Linked DNA regions of Anas platyrhynchos: region 2 is linked to region 1. The links are chromatin contacts, called in public Hi-C maps. All regions are on one chromosome and are shown on one strand. The core of a region is the stretch at or near the end of the contact, and the rest is flanking DNA. Distances in the headings are between cores, read along the strand shown.

Region 1 (3,100 bases), core at 586-3,085:
AAAATCTTCTTGATATGCAATAAAAGGAGAAATGAGAAAGTATCCACAGGTAGTTAAGATGGTTCAGCAGAAGCAATAGCAGATTCTGAGCAACATCTGTGAATGTGGGTGCTCTTTGGTGTATATATATATATATATTTTTTTTTAAATTAATGTGTGGCTGAGTCTCTGATGCTTGCTGACAGCAAATTTAGTTTGGTGGAGATGCAGAGACATCTGGGAGTTTCCAATTCTGCAAGAACCAGCCCGAATATAAAAGACAGTTCATGAAGAAAGAATGGAGTGGCTGAGATATTGTTGTTTCTGCACTAAGTGAAGAGGGGAATTTGACAACAGGTAGCAGCAGTAAGGACAGAGCCCTGCAAACCGTATACACCAGCATTAACAATCTGCTCCTTTCAATCACAGCCAAAGGGAGAGTAGGGTTATCCAGTCTGTGAGGGAAACTAAAGAATAGCACAGGATGATATTAGCATGAAGTGTTTTCTACATGTTTAAAAACTGGGTGGTGTCTGGTCCTTTGAAGGGATCTTTTAAAAGGAAGGAGAAATTCCATGGTCTCATTCATAGGGCCAAGTACATCTGAAGGAAGCTGAGTTTACTGTTTGTATCTCTCTCCTCTGCTGAAGGAAGATTCAGATTTTAAAGACGGGTTTTTGTTTGATTGATTGATAAAGGGGAGAGATCTGCCTTAAGGTTTTCCACAAGATCTTCTCAGCTCTGGATTTTTCTTTATTTTGTAATTCATGTTTAGTATTCAAGAGAACAAATGTTTTAGCTATCTAGACACTGTAAACACTTCTTATTCCTTTCCCTTTCTTCCAATTAGGGTAAATGGTAGGAAAAACATTTGAAATTGTCATTTGTGAGAAGGAGAGAGGTGGATTTGTTGATCATTGCTAAGACTGTGATTTAATGGGTTTTAGTGTTATTGGAGAGTTGGGTATTTTGGAAAGCATGCCCAGAACTTAGGATAGCCATTCTGAAATCAGTTTTTAATACATTCCTAAATTAGGAATTAAAACCAAATGCAATACAAGATTAATTATTCTCCATGTACTTTCCCTTGTCACCACGGAGTCCCCTTGTGAGAGCTGTGTACCAGAGAGGCAGGACAAGGGTAGTCTTACCACAAGTAATTTCATTGTACAAGAACAAAAACTAATTCCCAAGTTTCCTCCCAAGTACACTCATGTTAAGGAGAGGATCTGTTCAGGGTTGTATTTCTAGTTCTGTAGCAATTACAAAAAATGCCTACATGGAAAAGCAGCAGTAGGAAAACATCTGTGTTTCTAGCTCATCTCTATAACGTTTTCTTTCCTTTTGTGTTAATATAATACAGATATAACTGTGCAATCCATTTTTTTCTTTAGTACATTTTTTTCTCATTTGTTTTTTCTCTTCCTAAGAGAAATGAGTAAAGTCAGCTTGACAGAACTAGCCAGCTTTCTGTAGATCAAGGACATGTGATTTGTGGCCCATAGTTGGGAAACCACTGGTATTAAGTTGTTTATGAAATCTACTTCTGCAGCATGATGACTGGAGAAGGACGCCAGCTCTCAGGAGGGATCAGGCTTGATGCAGTGCTAAGGAGTGGGGGAGAAAGAAACCCCATTGCTTGCTTGACCACAGGCTGTCTAAATCACTCAAACTCTGGTTGAAACACTGACCTCTTTGCACAATTAATAATAGTCCCTTTCTAATAACCCTCTCTCCCTTGCTCTTTGACTTGCTGCTAGGAAATCTCTGTCCAGTCTATTACTGGAATATATACACACTAGCTTATGTGCAACTGGTGATATGAATTCCATCCTCTATCAGCATTTTTGCTTTCATTAGCCTAGTTACTCTTTAGACAGAAATACTTAGATATCTCACTCAAGCCCTTTTGATTGGCCGTTTGCTGGAGTCAGCTGCTTCTTAGAGACCTTGCCTGCATGCTCTTCCAGACCAGCTTGGGTAGGGTTGCATGAGGGCTGAGGCTGCCAAGGTTCTTGGCACCTTACTCAAGGTAGAAGTACTGCTGGGTGACGTGCTGATAATTTTATGAAAAAGGCCTTCTGGAAAGGCTAGGATCAAAGAATTATAGTATGGGAAGCAGCCTGCTTGGGAATGAAATCACAAGCCATTTCAGCAATGCTCTTTTTCAGAAAGATGCAAACAAGCAGGCTGAGAACTTCCTGAATGAGTCAGAACAGAGGCCTGGACAAGGGGAAAGAAGAAAACTTGTGGCAAACTGCTGCCCACATTCAAGGTCCCACACTTCCAACTCCTCTGGGGCTGAAAGGGATGTATCTAAATGGGGTTGTGTATTAGAAGCCCTGTCCCTAAGCAAGGGAAAAGGGATTCAACAAAAAACTGACTGCCCTTGGTACAAGGTAAGATAAAAAGGGAGCTGTTTACTGAGTGTGAAGGACTTGTGAAGGACTTTACATGGTAAGAGACCAAAGCACTTGATGAGATCCAAATGCCCAGCTCTATTTGTATTGATGTTTCCCATTTGAGCCGTTGTTCTGAAATGGCAAAGAAAGACTTCTTTAGCTGGAGGCCAGATCATTTAACAAGGCCTGAAGAAACCAAAATATCCTGAAAGAAAACTTCTATGTGGTGTCCATAGGTCTAGGAAAGCTAAGTATTACTTCCTTTTGTATTGCATATATTGCAATGTCTGTTGGTATTGCTGTTTAGGAACATGTGTCCTGTATCTCATCTGTATTTTTTCAGGTGTAAGAGCTACTCTAATTTTAACATCAGACATACAGAACTACAAAGGCTATGTAAAAAGAGAGAATAGCAAAACAAAACAACAGAAGAAAACTCAAAGGAGCCTACTGCCTTCATGAAAAGGTAGAAGACTGCTTTTTAATTAAAGGACATTGGAAATTTTTCTCATAAGGAAGAGGTGGGGCTTACATTGTTTTGCCCAGATGATGAGTCACATGCCAATTTAATTCAAAGGGGAATAAAAATTCAGTCTGCCTTCCCTCTCATACAGAACGCTTTAATGTAATTCAGTTTTATGGAGTATATTCCATAAAATAAAGTTCAACGGTTTTACCTACTGCTTATAAGCAGAGCCCTGAAGGTGTACAATGACACA
Region 2 (2,995 bases), core at 270-2,769, 89 kb before region 1:
GGGATATGTGGGCAGGTAAGATGCTGCCCAAGCCTTGCAGGAAGACCTGGGTGACTGGGAGCAGAGGGAACCCTCAAACTGAAATACATCACAGTGTTTCTCCATATACATGAAGTATTACAAACAATTACTTTGTTACATGATTTTTACACATTTTTAGCCAGATGGGCTGCTCATGGGGGGCAATGTCAAGGAGCGAAACACTGGTGTTTGTCTCAAGGACAGCTCTCCTTCATGTAAGAGGAAGAGTCTGTAAGAGGAAGAGTCTGACAGAATGGGAAAAGTACTTTGCAGGCAAGAATTCACACTAAGGATCATTTTTCTAAATTGTGTTTTCTAAAACACAGCTCAATAGCTTTCTAACAAAACTCTTTAGATGAACGTGAAGGTAAGAATGTGTTTTTTGAGGCGAGAGCTAATTGAGTCAACATTAAGTCAACGCTTCATTAAATGCTTGATTGGCAAATAGAAATATAATCAACATCAATAATTTTTTAGCATTAAGTAGAGCTAGTATAGACCTGTATTTTCAACATCTACTCTTGTGCCTATTGACAGCTTTCCAGCATAACACGGAACCATTAACCTGTTTTGTTTCGGGCTTTACTGTTACCTGAAAGATGAGAGGTTTCATCTGCGCTGGGGATGCAGATGTCTGAACTTCTACCTACACAGACACATAAACTCCTTCAAAATCAACTGCCTCCCCACTAAAAGCCCTAAGCCCGAACCAGAGCAAAAATCTGATAGAGCTAAGTGAAATGTCTGAGTGGATGAATGATCACCAGCCAGGCACTGATGGCTGGAGGGGTGAGACACCGAGGTTCCCTCTGAACACCAGGCAGCACGTCTTTTCTGTGTGGTTGACGGAGCAGTGGCACAGGCTGCCCGGAGAGGCTGCGGAGTCTCCTCCTTGGAGATCTTCCAAAGCCACCTGGACGTGGCCCTGGGCAGCCTGCGCTGGGTGGCCCTGCTGGGACAGGGCTTGGGCTTGGTGGGCTCCAGAGGCCCTGCCAGCCTCAGCCACTGGGGGAGTGAGTGAGTGAGTGTCAGGGTGAGCGATTCCCCGAGGCAGTGCCCACCACCGCAGCGCTGCGAGGCTCAGGCAGGACGGAGCAGCCTGCTGTATGCGTGCTGTGGGGCACGGGCAGCCTCCCGCAGCCATCTGGAGCCCCGTTTCGCCAGGACTTTTTAACCGGCATTCACAGCATCCGTACCGTTGCTGCAAAAAAGAAACCAAAAGCGTTTCCAAAAGTTCACGCTCCAAACTCGTGAAGGACTTTTATTAACCGCACGGCCGGGCTCAGCATTACACATCAGCCACAAAAAAAGAAAAATAAAAGAGACGTGCTGCCGGCTCTGCACCTTGCCGCGGACCTGCCCGGTGCACGAGGCTGGGCGAAGCGCTCGCACGGCGGCAGCGGCGCCTCCCAGGCACAGCCCCGGCCCGACGGCCGCAGCCCCGGGGGAGCCCCGGGCAGGTGCCGGCGCCCCGCGGGTGCCGTAGCGGCAGCTCCCGGCCCGGCCCTGCCCTGCGCTGCCCGGGCTGTGGCCGAGGGGAGGGGAAGGGAAGGGGGAGCCGGGGCCGCCCCGGGGCCGCGCCTTCCGGGCCGGCGGGAGGCGGTGCCGCTCACCTGGGGCCGGCAGCGAGCGAGGCACCGAGCGAGGCACGGAGCCGCGGCCCCGCCGGGCGGCAGGGAGGGAGGGAGGGAGGTGAGCGCCGGGCGGCTCCGCTGCCGGCAGGGAGGGCGTCGGGGCCGGCGGAGGGCGAGGAGGGTCCGGGGGGGCGGGGGGCAGGGCGAGGACGGGCTGGGCTGGCAGCGGGACGCCTGACGGCCCCCCTTTTGTTCCCCGCAGGGTGTTCGCCGTCCGCCGAGCCTCCCTCCCCGCCCCCATCTCGCCCGCCCCGCCGGGCCCCTCTCGTCGGCGGGCGGCGGCGGAGGTGCTGCTGCCGGGGCGCTGCCGCCACCGCCACCACCGCTGAGCCGAGCCCAGCCGACCCCGCCGGGAACATGGCGACCGGCGGCTACCGGGGCGCCGGGGGCAGCACCACGGACTTTCTGGAGGAGTGGAAAGCCAAGCGCGAGAAGATGCGGGCCAAGCAGGCGCCGCCGCCACCGGGGGCGGCCGCCGTGAGCGAGCCCAGACCCACGGGGGTCGCCGCCGCCCCGGCAGAGCCCGGCGGAGGCGGCGGCAGCTGCCTGCCCCCCGCCGCCCCGCCGGACCGCCCGGCGCCCCCCGCCGGCGGGGCCCTCAACTGCCTGAGCCTCGGCCGGGCCCCCCCCGCCAAGGAGCCGCCGCCGCCGCCGCCGCCTCAGGGCCTCGCCGGGGGCCGGGGCGCTGAGCCCGCCGCCGCCTCCAGCCCCGTGCCGGGCTCCCCCGAGGGCGAGGAGAAGCCGGCGGGCAAGGGCAAGGGCTCGGGCTCGGGGCCCAGCGCCAGGAAGGGGAAGGGGCAGATCGAGAAGAGGAAGCTGCGGGAGAAGCGCAGGTCGACAGGTGTGGTGAACATCCCGGCCGCCGAGGTGAGCGCGGGGCCCGCCGAGCACACGCGGCCGGCCCCGGTCCCGGTCCCGCTCCCGGTCCCCTCCCCTCGTCCCTGCCCCGCGGCTCCTCCGTGAGCCGCTGCCGGGGCCGCTGCAGGTCCGGAGGGAGCCGGGTGCCTTCTGACAGCGCCGTCAGAGCGGGGGAAAGCGGGTTGGCGGGCGCTGAGTTAGATGTTCAGGTGTAAACAGCGCTCGGTTTGGAGCCCGAAAGAATTTCCTGCGCTGGAAAAAATGTGGTGGTTGAAAGAGCATTCTTTTTTTTTTTTCTTGAAGGCAGAGGAAGATATTTTTATCAGCCAACACCACTGTCCTCTGTGGTTTGCTACTAGTATAAAAATCTGGCATTGATTTATAATACTCCTAGAGGAATTCAGAAGAATGATAACTAAGTCTTTAGCTTTTCCCTTTTTTTTTTTTTTCAGTTAATAAGAAAGGCCACAGGAAACTTTAAA

The links. Hi-C and Micro-C count contacts between places; a contact is called where the count stands out from the background.
Region 2: a Hi-C map of F1 follicle shows a contact between it and region 1, with 2.2 times the contacts expected there. The contact joins the promoter of PAWR here to the enhancer-like site in region 1. A contact is called at or near these places in 4 of 8 Hi-C or Micro-C datasets (F1 follicle, F5 follicle, skeletal muscle and 1 more).

The regions. Positions count from the first base shown.
Region 1 is chr1:41,705,901-41,709,000 of IASCAAS_PekinDuck_T2T, reverse strand. No RefSeq gene overlaps it. Among named protein-coding and RNA genes, the nearest start is that of PAWR, 89 kb to the left of the region's middle. Within about 2 kb of position 1,835, at least 4 of the 8 cell types and tissues checked have an H3K27ac peak or open chromatin away from gene starts, as enhancers often do. A contact at or near this core is called in F1 follicle, where this site is marked.
Region 2 is chr1:41,794,724-41,797,718 of IASCAAS_PekinDuck_T2T, reverse strand. PAWR (pro-apoptotic WT1 regulator) reads left to right here and starts at 1,519. Exons shown (of 7, transcript XM_038171677.2): 1 at 1,519-1,667; 2 at 1,858-2,522. The coding sequence starts at 2,013.